Linked DNA regions of Hordeum vulgare: region 2 is linked to region 1. The links are chromatin contacts, called in public Hi-C maps. All regions are on one chromosome and are shown on one strand. Each heading gives the region's core, a stretch centred on a gene start, on an enhancer-like site or on the middle of the called end of the contact. The rest is flanking DNA. Distances are from core to core; before and after follow the strand shown.

Evidence for each region. A called contact is a pair of places that touch in the nucleus more often than the background predicts.
Region 2: a Hi-C map of seedling shows a contact between it and region 1, with 1.9 times the contacts expected there. The contact joins the promoter of LOC123398932 here to the enhancer-like site in region 1. A contact is called at or near these places in 2 of 6 Hi-C or Micro-C datasets (leaf and seedling).

The regions. Positions count from the first base shown.
Region 1 is chr5H:263,071,771-263,075,315 of MorexV3_pseudomolecules_assembly, forward strand. No RefSeq gene overlaps it. Among protein-coding and RNA genes, the nearest start is that of LOC123396584, 170 kb to the left of the region's middle. Within about 2 kb of position 1,676, at least 3 of the 3 cell types and tissues checked have open chromatin away from gene starts, as enhancers often do. A contact at or near this core is called in leaf and seedling, where this site is marked.
Region 2 is chr5H:263,269,266-263,272,810 of MorexV3_pseudomolecules_assembly, forward strand. It overlaps LOC123398932 (actin-3-like), which reads right to left and starts at 1,619. Exons shown (of 5, transcript XM_045093373.1): 1 at 1,432-1,619; 2 at 771-844; 3 at 301-694; 4 at 1-218. The coding sequence starts at 830.

The DNA.
Region 1 (3,545 bases), core at 426-2,925:
TACATTGACTCGACGTTGTTTATCAATCAAGATTGGAATTCTGACATCATTAGGAATAAAAGAAAATATCCGGTGGTAGTCGAACGACCGTCAGGCAATCAAAACAGATTTGCCATCGTCATATGGCTGGTGGTTGAGCCGGCGAAACAACCATGTATGTACTTCAAAGGCTCGTCGTGATAAACGTGTTTAGTTGTCGGGTTAGCCGAAATCAAGTTGAAGGGGTTGTTTCCGATCCGTATTGATTGGTGGATCGTCCGTCCTTGGCCGTTTCCGCGTGGATCCATCCGGCCAGGCTGCAATTTCCCGTGCGTGCCGTTCTGGGCGAGGGCGGGGCAGTGGCGACAGGGACGAGGAGGGAGACTACTTCCACAACACGCCGCGCAAGGACCGGTCCATGGGCCTGCTCAAGCTCGTCACCGCCCTAGCAATCTTCAATGTCGGTGTCGTCATCGGCATCTCCATCAGCACCAATGCATCAAGTAGTACTACTAGTACTAGTTCTTGCGATGGAGGTCAATGCAAGAGAGGAAAAACCATGTTCGGTTTAACCAGATCGAGAAGGACACGGACCCGCTACTTTGTTGCTGTCAAATCGCCTCGCCGACAGGGACGATTCTAGGGGGGACAAGGGGGGCTAGACCCCTTAACAAATTAATTTTTCTACTATAATAATGGTTGTTGTAGCTAATTTTTTTACTTCATATGAACTTTGCCTCCTTCATAAACAAACTTGCCATTTCTATGCTTGCATGTTGGCTTCGTCCCTGCCGGCCGATGCACCTGCTCGTCAAGACAGCCCACCCCGGTTGCCGTGCACCCGCTTCGTCATCCGCCACGCCCGTGCAAGCCACCTACCACAACACCATCCATCTTCCACACAAGAACCATCCATCTGAAGGCACACACTTATCCATCTACTCACAAAGTGAGCACACCGTCCAGTCAGGAGATCGACCAGATCGATTCGATCGAAAATCTGACATCAGCCGGCCCTCGACTGCGCTCGGCCGCTGCACTTGTTCAACCTCGAGCCGGTCCGCCGCGTCGCCCGCCTCGCCTCACCAGCATCGCTTTGTGTTCAAGCTGGTCATCACCTGGAGACGGACTCGCCTCGCTCTAGAGCAATGACTGCATCCGACCTTGCCTGCACCGCCCACCACCGCGCCCGCTGCCACCTAGCGCCTCATGCATGACCCGGTCCTGACGCGAGCCGGCCATGGACACCGTGTGCGCCTTTCCAACTCATGTGCTGAGTTGACCTCGTCTCGAAGTCGCCATCCCACTTGTTGCTCCGCCTCGCCTTTAGTGCATGTCTGCCCCGTCTGCGGTCGGTGCCTTCAGTCACCATCGCAGCACGAGCAGCCGCCTACACCGCACCTCGCCGAGCCGCCGGGCTGCGCTTAGCCTCTGCCGCGAGTTTAGTCATCACCGACGAGCCGCCCTCGCGATCCGCATGTGTTGCTGCTGCACTCCACCTCACCCTACCGCTTTTGCCGCGGTCTTCATGGGTTGCCTCGACTTGGCCGCTTCCGTGGCGGCAGCCCCGTCGCATCCATCAAGCTGCACCACGGCTTCGCCTCAACTTCTCGATGCCGACGAGCCCGCCAACCTGCGCGAGTTGCTGAGGGAGGCCCCACTTCCTCAGAGGGTGCAGCGGAAACCCTCACGTTGTCACCTTCCGTTGCGTCGTCCCCACCCAGGAGCACGTGGGTGCACAAGGGAGAGTCGATGGAAAGTACTGGATAAAGTGCACTTATAATCAACCTGGTCGCCCAAGGGCTAGATCATCAGAAAACAAGGCTGAGATATCCACTGTGATTTTTTGCATCGAAGAACAAAGTCGGCAGTCAAAACATTCATCCGACGAAAAACCGAGGTGATATTTATCTTATCTAGTTTTTGCCATACATATTAATTCATGCGAGAACAATTACTCTGCCCTGTGATATTTTACTACGCAGGACAATTACTCATTACACAAGGAGCGTCATATTGCGAGTACGAAGCTTGTGTCAATCAACGCCACACGTGACTCACTATCCGTGACCAAAAGGGCTTACAATAACGCGGCCAACTCTCACGTCTGCGCGACCAAGATGGCTTATAATGACACGGCCAATTCTTATTACCGCGCAACCAAGACGGATTACAACGCCGCACCGATTCTCGCAGCCGTATCAAATCGTCGGACGGCTCTCGCATTCAACTCGTTGGTGCAGTGCTCGCCTGTACGAGCTGCCCTGCCCAACAGATGCGCGCAAGCCGTCGCCCCAGGTTCCATGTACATCAACCCGTTGGTGTAGTGCTTGCCTATGTGAACCGTCCAATGGATGTACGTGAAACGCCACCCGTGTAGTCCAGTTTACATTAACCCGCCAGTGCAGTGCTCTCATGTACGAGCCGTCCAACAGACGGATGCAAGACGCCGCCCTCGCGACCGGACGATATCAACATATCAGTGCAGTGCTCGCCTGTACGAGCTGCCCAACAGACGCGTGCAAGACGTCGTTCCCACGGTCTATTCTCCATCAACATATCGGTGCGGTGCTCGCCTATACGAGCCGTCCAACAGAAGCATGCAAACCGCCTCTGTGACCCGTCTCCCCCAACACAACGTCACCAAAACACGGACCAGCTCCAACTTGCGTCGGAATGCTCAATGGATAGACACATTAACCAATACTATCTACCTCAACATATCAAAAGAAACAGAAGGGCTTGGCATGAAGGAAACATCCCTGGTGAAGCTACAATTTGAGTCGGCCATCGTTGAGCCGATAATTCAAGTCAAACAACAAAGAAAAGTAAAAGTGGCCCTCGAGGAGCCACGAGAGTCGGACTACCTGAGAATAAAGCATGGGCCAAAAGGCATATACACTCAATTTGGCCATGATATTTGCCAAAGACATGTGATGAACATCACAAAGGTCATCAGCTCACTACGTCATCGACAGTTTGGATAAATCCATCGTTCAACCATCAACCTTATGCTTGTTTATGTCACAATCAAGTATGGGTATTCTGAAGCCGCCTCCTTGAGTCGACTTAAATCTCGGGGGCTACACACGCATGGCTCGACAGATTCAACCGGGCTTAATAATTTAAGAACCCCGGGTCATTACAGGAAAGTTAAGCCGGTCCCGGGGGCCGCTGCCACATTGGCGAAAAGATTTAAAGTCGCCCAAGAGGACGAGCCACCATGATACAACTGTTCAACCATGGGTGCCCTGCCTCATTGGCGGGTGATTTAAAAGCCACCCAAGAGGATGAGCCGCCGCCAAGGAGGTCATTCAAACATGGACGCTATTAGTATCAAAGAGGATGAGCCGCCATGTTGTGATCATTCAAACATTGATGTTGATAAGCCAGAGAGAACCAGTTGCCATGACGCATGGTTCAAACATAGGCGCCAATTTATGATCTTGAAGAATCAAGCCGGCTTACCTGGGGGCTATTAGTACCCAGGTTGTTTAGCAGTAATAGCATTGTCTTCTGCAATCCTATGCTCGACTTTTCCCTGACCATAGGTCACTTGGGGGCTT
Region 2 (3,545 bases), core at 369-2,868, 200 kb after region 1:
GTCAAGAGCCACATATGCGAGCTTCTCCTTAATATCCCTTACAATTTCCCGTTCGGCAGTCGTGGTGAAGGAGTAACCTCTCTCCGTAAGAATCTTCATCAAACAGTCAGTTAGGTCACGCCCAGCGAGGTCAAGACGAAGGATGGCATGTGGAAGGGCATATCCTTCATAGATTGGCACAGTATGGCTGACACCATCACCAGAATCCAACACGATACCTGGAGAAACAACATTTATTCTCAGCTCAGATTGAGGACGAAGCTTACATTTTAGAACGTGCGTGTTTGCAACGACAATTACCTGTTGTGCGTCCACTAGCATATAGGGAAAGCACTGCCTGGATGGCCACATACATGGCTGGAACATTAAAGGTCTCAAACATGATTTGTGTCATCTTCTCCCTGTTAGCCTTGGGGTTCAGGGGTGCCTCAGTCAGCAGTACTGGGTGCTCCTCAGGTGCAACACGGAGCTCATTGTAGAAAGTGTGATGCCAGATCTTCTCCATATCGTCCCAGTTGCTGACGATACCATGCTCGATCGGGTACTTCAAGGTGAGGATACCCCTCTTGGATTGGGCCTCGTCACCAACATATGCATCTTTCTGCCCCATCCCCACCATCACACCAGTGTGGCGGGGGCGCCCAACGATACTTGGGAAGACAGCCCTTGGCGCATCATCCCCTGCAAAACCAGCCTGTGGAGAATACAGACCACAGTCAGCACCATGAAGGCTGGACTGAGGCGAATTGACCAAAAGGAGCAATACAAACCTTGACCATGCCAGTTCCATTGTCGCAGACAAGGGGCTGGATGTCCTCACCGTCAGCCATTTGATTAAGTGACTCTGTTGCATAAATTTTGACAGGAAAGCTATTATTGCCAGATACCAACCAACAAAATCACACGAACAGAAGAAAATTCACCATGAGAAATCACAATGTTACTACGTTGCAGCAACAATGTTAGCACCTACGACATCATCTGAGTTGTAAATGTTGTAACTCTGCTTTTTCTTTTCTCCCATTTTATAGTAGTGAGCAAATCAAAGGCTATACACAACATATATGACTTGGAAAATACGTAAGCAAATCAACCGATGGTCCAATCATACACTCTGATCCAAAACCACACAAGAACACCCACATGCAGTTTCTTGGCTGTTATAACTCTACTAGGACTCAATCTAAGCGCACATCACAAACCATCAGTTCCAGGTTCTGACTGTTGCACTCCGGGGCAGGAAAAAAAAAAGGCAAAGCAAGAACAGCACATGCAAGAACCGTACAAACTAGTCGTTTCTCGGGTAATTGATCAGATCTAGCACGCCCCAGCACCGACCGCGCACAAATCGCATGCTTCCGGGCCAAAATTAGCAGGGATAATCTGGAAAAGAAGAAAGGAACTGCTGCGAGGATGGCCGAACGTGCTTACCCGGGGATCTAGGGGAACCTGCCCGCCTGAGGACCTCCCGCCGAGATGAGCGGACACTGCAAAGAGCGGACGAAGAGGATGAGAGGGTGGGTGGCGGCGGTGGCGGCGAACTAGGCAGAGGCAGGAGAACCAAGTGTTAGGCTTGGCCTCGTGCCCTCTTTTATACGCACACATATAGAGTATTTCCTAACCCTCTCTTGATTTTCCTGAGCCAAATATAAAATAAAGTATTTAATTTTATCTGCCAGTTTTCATGAGAAAATAGTAAGAGAAAAATAGGTTTCGGATAAGCGGCAAATTTCCTACCGCATCCTCCAGCACATAGCGAAGCCGTCCGTAAACACAAATGCTGGAGGTCATCATCCAATTATAACTGCATACATTTTAATAACAGTTTGATTTACTAGACAAAATTTGTTCAAACATGACGAAAATTCCGGATTTTAATTACATTTGAAACTGAAAAAAACTACCCCACCCTAAACCTATTCTACGACGGCGGCGTCCGGTGTTCAAAGTTGTGTCGTCCTCCACCCGTCGTCTTCATGAGCACGAGCGATAAGACACGTGAAGTGGAGGTGCAGTCTCCGACGAGGAAGAGTAGAACACTTGAGACGTACCGGCCCTCGTGGAACACAAGGTCCTGTCACCTCCCATGCCATATGCATACTCGGAAGACTACTCGCCCTCTCCGTCGCGTGTGAACATTAGGTCCATGAGGGAAATGATGGTGCTCACATTGTGGTCGTCCCATCGGGTTGCCTAATGGTTTGTTGCTGGTGCGTAGGACGTGCAGCTCGCGTTGTTACGGAATCTACGCCTCAGTTATCACGTGCAACTACACCTATGCGACGGTCGTTTTCGGTCAAGCGACGGCTTAAGCGTGGACGGCATCGTAGATGGCACGCTACTCCGCGACGAAGTTCGGGTTCGCTGCGACCATGGTTGCGAAGGCCTCCTCGCTCACGGGCACGCCGTTGATCTGGCCCAACGCCAGTTGGTGTTGCTGCAGCGCTCGCTCTAAAGCCGACGTAGGCGCCGACGCGGGCTGCCCCTCTGCCATGATGGTGTTGTGCGCGACACCTTAGTGAGTTTCTCGGCACGTGAGCCTTCTTAATGGCGGTATACGAACGGATGGGGCATTGAACGGGTGTGGTATATATTCATCTCATCCCGTCTAGTCACACGTCTCCAGCATTGAACAAGCGTGGACAAGCCGCTCCCCGGTGTGCCTCTTCAATGGCGAAGGCAGTGAGAGATCGCATCCACCCTGAATCGTCTCTAATGTGGAGTGGCGCACTCTACATCGACATGAATGTGGAGAACTGGTGCCGGGAGGGAACACGCACAAGCGAGGGTGAAGGGGTTTAGGCGGGTCAGGTTGGTAAGAAGCGAGCGTGGTCGCGTGTCCAAACTCGTGCAAAGCCCCCACATTTGCCTTTGGTTTGTGAAAGAAAGTACGTACGGACCGCGCTGCAAACCGATACAAAAACCGTATTGGATGACTTCTATGGTCCACACAACACAATCCAAACACATGCGAGAGATTTACTGGTCGGCGTTGAAGATACCTTAATAATCTACTCCCTCCGCCCCATAGTGTAAAAAACGTTTTTATAGTATGGGACGGAGTGAATATGTACCAACGAGTTGCGGAGATCCAACATATCTCCTTGTTTCAATCGCTTCTTTTTTTAATGCAATACAGACGTAAGCGTTCATATACACGCACATATACTCACCTGAGGAACACGCACACACGTATCTTATCCCTATGTACACCTTCAAGAGACTGGCCTGGCATATCATCTTAAAATTTACGAACTCATTGTAGGCACCTCGTCATCGATGCGAATGTCTCCTCTCGCTGAATACGCATCGCCGAAAATCCTGAAATAAATCCAAAAATAAATGCGAGACTGGCCCGGCATATCATCTTGAAATTTACGAACTCACTGTAGGCACCTCGTCGTCGATGCGAATGTCTCCTCTCGTTGAATACGCATCACCGGAAATCCTGAAATAAATCCAAGAATAAATGCGAACACCATGATTTAAACCCTGTTGGGCTGGAGATACCACAGTTTCTCTAACCATCCAACCATTGGTTTATT